Regions from separate parts of the Anas platyrhynchos genome. Here region 1 is linked to region 2. Evidence: chromatin contacts called from public Hi-C data. All regions are on one chromosome and are shown on one strand. The core of a region is the stretch at or near the end of the contact, and the rest is flanking DNA. Distances in the headings are between cores, read along the strand shown.

The links. A called contact is a pair of places that touch in the nucleus more often than the background predicts.
Region 1: a contact with region 2 is called in a Hi-C map of skeletal muscle, with 2.0 times the contacts expected there. The contact joins the enhancer-like site here to the promoter of RGCC in region 2. A contact is called at or near these places in 4 of 8 Hi-C or Micro-C datasets (F1 follicle, liver, skeletal muscle and 1 more).

What each region holds. Positions count from the first base shown.
Region 1 is chr1:175,463,622-175,468,134 of IASCAAS_PekinDuck_T2T, reverse strand. VWA8 (von Willebrand factor A domain containing 8) reads left to right here. Exons shown (of 45, transcript XM_072032521.1): 38 at 2,525-2,633; 39 at 2,821-2,977. Among named protein-coding and RNA genes, the nearest start is that of RGCC, 62 kb to the right of the region's middle. Within about 2 kb of position 2,009, at least 2 of the 8 cell types and tissues checked have an H3K27ac peak or open chromatin away from gene starts, as enhancers often do.
Region 2 is chr1:175,402,712-175,407,283 of IASCAAS_PekinDuck_T2T, reverse strand. It overlaps RGCC (regulator of cell cycle), which reads right to left and starts at 2,916. Exons shown (of 5, transcript XM_027472340.3): 1 at 2,757-2,916; 2 at 2,439-2,630. The coding sequence starts at 2,793.

The sequences.
Region 1 (4,513 bases), core at 760-3,259, 62 kb before region 2:
AGAATGTACAAAGTTGTCCAAAAGTTTTTTTCTTTTTTTCCTCATCCTTCCTTTGCTTTCATGTCCAGACTCAGTGATTTACTGTTTTATTGTTTCTAAAATATATCTTCAATTATTTTTGTCTGCTAATCTAATTTTTACTTTCTAGAAGAAAATAAAATAAAATAAAATAAAAAAACAACTTTACAGCAGAGAGATGTTGTTAATTGTAAAATTACCTTGAAACTCTACTGTGGAGAGAGGGATGATGAGGAGAAAAAACAGATAAGTCACTAATGGCATTACCTAACAGCTTAAAGAAGAGCTGAGAGGGTATATCCAGAAGTTGTTGTTGTTGTTGTTTCTTTGTTGTTGTTTGTTTGTTTTTTTTTCCAAAGTCTCTACAGTTTGCTAATTTAACATAGTTTCTAAGTGTGTGGTAATTAAAAAAAAATAATAATTACACAAGCAATCCAGCAAAAACAAAAACAAAAAACATACTCCTTCTGTGTGCACAGATGTTATTTAAAAAAACAAGGAGATGTGTAAAACTGCTGGAATTCATTGCCTTCATATTTATACCTCTGCTGGTGTTATTCCATTCTAGTTTCCTTAAATTTTCAAATATTTTACCCACCAGACTACTAACTATATAGAAAAAAATTAGTAAGGAGGACACATTCTTAAGCTGTGATAGACTGTACCACTTGTCTCTCTCTCTCCCATGCAGGTTTTTTTTCAAGGTTTTAATAGAAATATAATGTAGGATGCTCTGTTGTCCTTTAAACAAGTTATATGTCATTTTAAAATAAAAGATCTTCTGTTAACCACATTCTGTTTCAAAGTTAAGAATACCTACTTTAATCAGATCAAAACTGTTGTAGAATGTATATATATCTTTGAAACCTAATACATATCTACTAGAAATATGTGAACAATTTATTATATTTGAGAAAATTATGTGAACAGCTTTTTTGTCTACTGAACTTTTCACTGCTAAAATTTAAACGGTAATTGTATTTCAAAATAGTAAAATTTATCAGTAGGAAAACTTGACAAAAAGAGAATTTGGTATCTGTTTCACAAACTATGTTTGCCTCATAGAGCTCTCCTTTGCAGAATTTCGTGCGTTTTTCTACAAAGAACCTAGAAGGATGCAAATGTAAAGGATTTGCCATCATCTTATTGTTTATAGAATATTTTGTTTTGATTCTTGAAGCTGACACTACAGCTTTGATTTTATGATTTTACATTAAACTAAGTTTAGTGGGTTACGTTCACCCCATTGTTTCTGATAGTTTTGAAATCTACCAGTTTTACAGAAAAAGAACTGTTTATTTTGGAAGAAATCTCTTAAAGCAAAAAAGTATAGACCCCTAAGGGTAACATGCTGTTGTGGTTAAGTGTCTTTCTTCCTATACAAATGTTAAATTAATGTAATTTAACAGATTAGATCTTGATTTTACACTAATGACATGGTTCACAGAGGATGTATTGTACCTCTTTGAATTAATATCAATTCTGTAAAGTGGAAGTAAATTATATTTTGAATAGTTGCCAAGAGACTGTTGTTAGAACACATGTTTTCAGTTCAAAAACATGTATGGAATTCATGTGAGTATTAAGCTGGGTCTACAAGACAGTGAACTCAGGAATTAAACTGCTATACGGTTCCAGTGAAAACCCTCATAAAGCCAGTGAACTTTTGAGAAGGCAATAAATTGTCATTAATGGGGCATGGAAATTCATCAGAGATATAAATGTATTATGGTAAATGAGAAGAAAGTTAATCTACAGAGGTTAGATATAAAGACATCGCTTTTACATCTGTCATTGAATTTCATATAATAGTAAACTGGCATTAAATTATGGAAGTGTAGTAATTGTAGGGCAGTTTACACATGAATCATTGATTCACTGCATGACTCAGAGTTTATAACAGGATAAACTATTTTTACCTTCACTCACCCGCTTAAATCCAACCCCAGCCTAAAGTGACTCAGTCTTGACCATCTGACAGCTGTTGAGCCTTTGGCGGTACGGTAAATTGATGGGGAAAGTGCTGTCACTGGACAGGCATTTGCAGGAGAAAACCCACTGCTATAGATTTGTGGTCGTGGTGGGGAAGTTAAGGATTACACGAGCGTGTAATATGAGAAGAACATGCCATTTATTTAGTCACTGTTCACGGAAAGATGATCAATCTGCCCATCAATAAAGAATGTGGAGCTGGAGCTGGGTGCGCATGAAATTTGTAAATTGGCTATACAGACAGGTGTTGCCTATACTGCAAGAAGTGTTCAGACAGCGGATGATCCTGTTTACAGTGGAATTTCAAATTATGTTAGTCATTATCAATAAGCACTTTTCTAGCATGGACAAAATCTGAATGTGCTGAGTGGTTTAGATGTGTATTCTGAGATCTGATATGGGTCTAACATGCCTCTCAGGAGCAGAGTAGAAGACCTAGTCAGTTGTTGTTAGGTTGTTAGAGTGGTTTTGCTTGATATAAAAGAGATTTATTGCTCTATTTTCTATTTTACAGATAACCATTCAGAGGGACAGTGGTTTGGATGTCAGTTCCCCCAAACATGGAAAAGTGGATCCACAAAACATGCCTCATGTTGGTGGAAATACTTGGGCTGGTGGAACAGGTTTTCATTCATTATTTTTTATGCATCATGGAAGGATGTCTAAGAGAGAGGCTGTACTAGTCAGAAATGGATGTATACGAGCCTACTCTCTGCTTAGAGATAGTTTACTTAATGCAGAAAAGAAAATATTTTCTTATTATTTAATGCCTATTTGTAATTTATTTATTTTGTATCTCTACTATCCTAGGTGGAAGAGACACTGCTGGGTTAGGTGGCAAGGGTGGCCCATATCGATTGGATGCTGGCCATAAGGTTTACCAAATATCGCAAGCTGAAAAGGATGCTGTTCCTGAAGAGGTTAAGAGAGCTGCTCGAGAGATGGGTGAAAAGGCTTTTAAACAGAGGTGAAAGTCTTTATTTTCCCTTTCATTTCCCAGAAGAACTAGGTAAAGATGACTGAAAGGAGTTTTCTTTATTAACTACATTTAGCAGCTACCTTACCCTGATCATTATAATTTAACAGAGCTTACCAGCATGTGTTTAATTGTTCTGGACAGGATGTATAGAATGTTTTATTAAATTAAGCCACATTGTTGAAATGACAGTGGAGTTTGGTAGAGTAAAACATAGATAGGTGGGTAAGGAGACTGATGTGAATATTTTATCTTTTTTAAAAAGGGATCTACCAGGTGAAAATTGTTTGAATTATGGTAAATACAGGTTGCATGTTGTTAGAAATTGGTCACCTAACAAATATCTTTTGAAATGGTCTATCATGAGCAAATTGCTTCTGTTTGAAATAATTGTAGCCTATTGCTTAGGTGATTTGAACTCTTAGATCTCAACAGACATTTCTATGAGAACTGTAGATCTTCCCTGCATTAGTGTAACACAGGGTTACTAACCAAGGATTTCTCATACCATGCACAGAGATTCAGATTTCTTCCACTGTCTGAAATTTCAGGTCAGCTCTGCTACTTGGCATAAAAAAACTAAGGGTATTGAGAGTCATACCAAATGAGTTTTATGTTTCAGCCCAGGACATAACTGCAGTGTGAAAGAAGAGAGTACTAGACAGATTAAAAGATCAGAGCAAATAAATTTAGAATCAGCTTTATCAGCTCACATTTTGCTCCTGTTAACAAAGTGATGCCCAATAGGAGGACAAATTTGGATACTATAAGGAGTAGGTGAGATTACATCAGTTGAAGCAAATGGCATAAATAAAAAGGCTTTCAAGCATAGAGCACATGCTGTACATGAATCAGTGTATTTAAACCCAGAAATTTTTCTATTGCATTCAGGTCAAGTTTCCTTTTTTAATCTTGTTTTTATTACTAAATTGCCTGGAGCATTTAACATATTCATTAGAACATTAGTGATTAATAAAGACAGGGAATATGTACATATTATACTAGGGTTTCACAGGATGAGGTTCTGAAAAGGAAAATACCTTTTAATAGCTACATAATTTACACAAGCAGCATCCAGAAATTTAAATTAAAAGTAGTTACTTCAGGCTTTGCTTTCAGGGTGGAGGCAGGGCTGTCTTTTTTTCCTGGTGTTTTAGAGGGGCAGTATGGAGGACTACATTTAATCCTCTTTCTACAAAATTGCCTATCAGCTTTTCCATAATAAAACCAGTTGATACGTAAGGTCTTGGATACTGTACATATGTTTACACATATGCACACATGTCATGCTTTAGTGGGTTTCTAGCTGCCTGTATGATGCTTTGGAAAGCCCATGACAAGGGAAATTTGTAGATACCGATGCATGTTATGGCAGTAGTGCAGCTGTGTTCTGTAAAATCTGAGTATCAGCATATGAGATAACAGTTTGTGTCCTGCTAAAATCAGTAAACTAGCATGTACCAAGACACATTTGACTTGGATTATTATTCTGGAAACTAACAGATAAAAGTTAGGAAAAGGGAGGTT
Region 2 (4,572 bases), core at 1,667-4,166:
TGTCAGATAACAGAGTTCTGCAAAGATCGAAAGAGCCTCCATGAACAAGATCATAACTCAAACTACCTACAGAGAATATTGTTGGCACTTCTGTGTTGTTGCAGATTTGTGTTTCAATAGCTTGATCTTTCAGCCCAGTTTTTCCCTTGATCCTATAGTGAAGTTTAACTCAAGTGTTACCACGGGAATAGTGAGGTCAGCTATTCAGCACTACTTGCCCTAAAGGATAGAGACCAAAGGAAAAAAACTTGAGTTTGAACAGAAAGATAAATAGAAAACTCCCTATACCTATTCTTAAAATGGACATAGGGAGTGTAGCTGGATTACATCAGCCACTGGAGCCTGTTTTATAAAAGGAGCTCTTCATAAGTCTGCATTCCCTCTCCGATCCTACTACAGCTCCAAAACAAGTTGTCTGCATGGAATGATGCCTTTAGGAAAAAAAGCGTCTTACTGGGCCTTTTCCGAGAAAAGAAAAAGAATGGCTTTTTTGTTTTGTTTTTTCCCCTTAAACATATCCTCATATGCTGGAGACAGCTGGACCCCAACAGGTCTCTTAGTGCACCTCCTGGCTCAGTGTATGCCAGCATCAACAAGTCAGTGACTTCCAGTTTGTGCAGAACCACCCTCCACATCACACATGAGTAAGGGAGGAACCCCAGTACAGGTTGTCACTGGGATGCTTGACATGTTTCTAACTCAGGATCCCTGATGGCTCTGCACCAAGTCCTCAACCCCATCTATCAGGCTACCCCATTAATGTTATTCTGTCTAAATCAATTAAGCTTTATGACACCATTTTCCAGACCTTCCTGAAGATCTTGTCTGCCAATTTGCATGAGTATGTGGTCTCTCATGAGGTCTTCTGCCCTGTCAGACGAATACCTTCCCTAAAACGCCCTTCCTTCCAATCCTAACAGCAATTTTAAGCACTGTTCAAGATGCAAGTTTACAGAACCACAGCAGATATGCCAAGCAACTACAAGCACCCTTTTTGCATGGATAGAGCTTAAGTTCTTGATACTGTTTTGTTTTCTTTCTTCACTTTCCCAACACTGGATAATGGCTATTGATTTATGTGCTTCTTATTTTCCATAAGAGTATACAAGAGGATAAGAAATTATAACACTGAAAGACTGCACAAGAAATTGTAATACTAGGGCTGTACTATTGCTATTAATAACAGACCTGAATTTACAGAAATGCTCCCATACTCCAGTTTGATTCACTGAAGGCAGGCCTCAGCTTATACACCCTCAGCCATATAAAAGGATGGTGTTTGACCTAGATCAGGCATACATTCCTAAATCTCCCTCAGCAGGAGAGAAGAATACTTACTTGCAAGGAATAATTCACCCGCTCCATTATGAAGCAGCAATGGATTAACATCCTGATCCACACGTCTCCACTGACTACAAACAAAATCCAAAGACATGGCTAGGCAAGGAATCCAAGTTCAGGGCAGTTAAAAAACTGCCCGTGACTGAAATGAAATCAGTCCTACCCCTTGATGAAATAAACAGCTCTGATAAGTTTGAGAAGCTGTGCTGTCAGAGTTTATCCTCTAGGAAGTCAAAGATGCGCACTGAAAAGATGCACAGCAGAAAGGAACAATTTTATTGCAAGTAACTGACAAACAAAGGAAGTCTGATGAAGATAAGCATGAATGAAACAGTTTAGGAACTAAAAAAAAGTGGGGATAGCTTGTTTTTAAACAGAACTTACCTCTGACAGAGCAGCACTTGATTCTATCACTGCCAAGGAGCACAGGGAAGATATTCTCTCCCTGACTAGTGAATTTGAGAGGGGTAAGACTTTTCTAGTTTGCTAGAATAAGAACTTAGCTCCCACTGTAGATTTTTCTTGCTCAGAGAAGGTCACCAGTCAATACCCTCTTCCCACCTTTCCTGTTCCAAGCTCTCTGCATGCTGTTTGTGCATGCCAAGTATGCTCAGATGTGAGTTGCCTGAGTTTATCACGTCCAGAAGAGTGAGAACAGCTCTGCTCACCAAGCCAGAAGCCTGGATTTGTTTCAGTCTCTTCTGGAAAGCGTACTTCAGTTCCTGCTCATCCCACTGATGTTCAGGCTACTAAGATGCAACTGAACAGCCCCATTGGTTCCTATTTTACTTAGGAACACCTTTTTTCTATCGTAAGGCTAGAAGATACCTCAATGTTTTACCAGCTGGCAGCTTGACTTGGTGTGAAGACACCAAGTTTTCCAGCCTTATTTCCTCTAGAACCACTTTTTTCCTTTACCTGACATGCAACAAACAGATCCCTGCGACACTGGGGGAGGCAACCCTGGGCTCACCAACACCCTGCGCTCCTCCCCTAAAACAAGCCACAAGGGATAAACCCCCATGCCCCCCAGAAGTGGGGATGCCCGGGCAGGGTCAGGCAGCCACCCTCGGGGTCTCCCCGTCCCCGTCACTCACTCTCCGAGTCGCTGAGGTCGCTGGTGCTGGCGCTGCTCCGCCGCTTCATGCGCTCCAGGTGCTCGCCGTAATGGAAGCGGCGCCGGCCGGCGGGGCAGGCGAAATCCTCCAGCACCGCCTCGAACTCGCCCAGCGCCTCCGCCAAGTCGCCCTCCTCCTCCTCCGGCAGCTCCGCGGGGCGACGGCCGGAGCCTGAAGGAAGGGAGAAAGACAGAAAGAAGCGGGTGAAGGAGCCACCGAGCACCCCCGCGCTGCGAGGGTAGACCTGGCGGCCCCCCGTGCCGCGAGGGTAGACCTGGCGGCCCCCCGCCACCCTACCGTGGCTCGCCGGGCGCTGCGCCTGAGGCGACTTCATGGCGGCCGCCCCGCCGCTGCCGGCCCGGCCCCGCCGCCGCCGCCTCTTATGGCCGCTGGGGCTGGGGGCTGAGGGGGCGGGAGGGAGGCGGCGGCCACCGGCCGGCCCTGCCCGCTGAGGGGGCGAGGCGGGCGCTGCAGGTGCGCAGCTCCTCGGCTCGGTGTGGAGGTGCTCCTCAGAGCCTGCTCTGTCACCCTCACAGCAAAGTGTCCCCTCATACTGAGCTGGAACCTCCCGTGCTTCACTTTGTGCCCGTTGCTTCTCATCCTGTCACTGGGCACAAGTGAAAGGAGACCGGCTCCATCCTCTCGATACCTTCCCCGCAGATGCTTATACACATTGATGAAGTCTCCCCTCGGTCTCCTCATTTCCAGGCTAAACAGGCCAGGTTCTTTCAGCCTATGCTCGTATGACAGGTGCTCCAGTCCTCTCATCATCTCACTAGCCCTCCTCTAAACTCGCTCCAGTAGTTCACGTAGCGCAGACATCACGATTTCACAAGGTTTTTATCACCCCCCTACAAGCTACCCAGGGTGCCTGGTCTGAGTCTGGGGTTTCAGGAAAGCTTTACAGTCCAGATTTCACTGCTTCCACATATTGCCCCTCTTCCCCTGGTCACTATCCCAATAGCTTGACCAGCCCTGGCTGATTCAGTTTGCTAATCTAAACTATTTCACATTGAGGAGGGGGAGACGCCTGCACTGGCTCTCTGCTGGGCTGCCGATGGAGGACACAACGGGCATCAGAGCCAGATGCAAAGAGAGGAGGGAACCTCACAAATAAAATCGAGTCTGGATCATCCTCACCCAGCCGACAACCTGGTCCCAGGGCTGCTAGTCCCCTGCCAAGCAGGATGAAGAGGCAGCAACCTGTGTTTTGCTTGATTTACACTTGCTGTGCGGCATGCTGCGAGCCCGTGGCTTCGCTTCAGCCACCATCAAGAGCCCGTTCCCCATCGCTGCACTTCCCGCCTGCCGCCCCGCGCTGTGCTGGCATCTGTCTGTGCTGTCCCGTGGTTATTTCTCAGCTAGAGCAATTAGTGAGCTGTGAACGCGGCCACAGGGCAGCTGGGCCAGTACGTCAAAGAGGGTGATCTGAGGACAGGAGCAGATGGTGGGGGAGATGCAGGGAGCTGCTCAAACACGTGGACTTGCAGCCCGATCTGCACCGGCCAGGGTGTTCTCCAGTGAAGAGGTTTCCTTAATCATAGGAGAAAAAAATGAGCACTTGTCCTGAAGTCAGGTCAACATGATGTTTATACATACCATAGCTACCAAATGTTGATTTTGCACTGCCTCTCGTTGCTTTTAAACAAAGCTGGCTGAGCAGCTAAACTATCAGTTCTGTGAAATACCCATTGGGCAAGGCTCTGTCACGTTTAGTTACAACCAGTAATACTGAGAACAGACATCAGGTGCTATTCCACGCATATGTGTCAGGAGCTACGATTATATTTGCGTGTTGATGAGAATATCTACAATTAAAATAAATGAGTTGAGGAGAGGGAAGAAAAAATCTCTGAATCTTCTTTAATGTTTAGTAGTAATGACATTTTCAGACATGTTGTCATTGCTTCTGCAAGACATAAAATGAAAAGAACAATATTCTAGACAACAAATCATCAGTACTTAGCAGAATTGTTCACCTCTCCTTACCAGCTGATATGGAAGCATTTATTTATTTTTGCTGTGGATCAAAAGGAGTGCTCATGGTGAAGTTCAATTGATATTTATTCTGTGGTTTCCTCCATTCTTGTGGTCTTCCTCTGTTTTTCTTTCT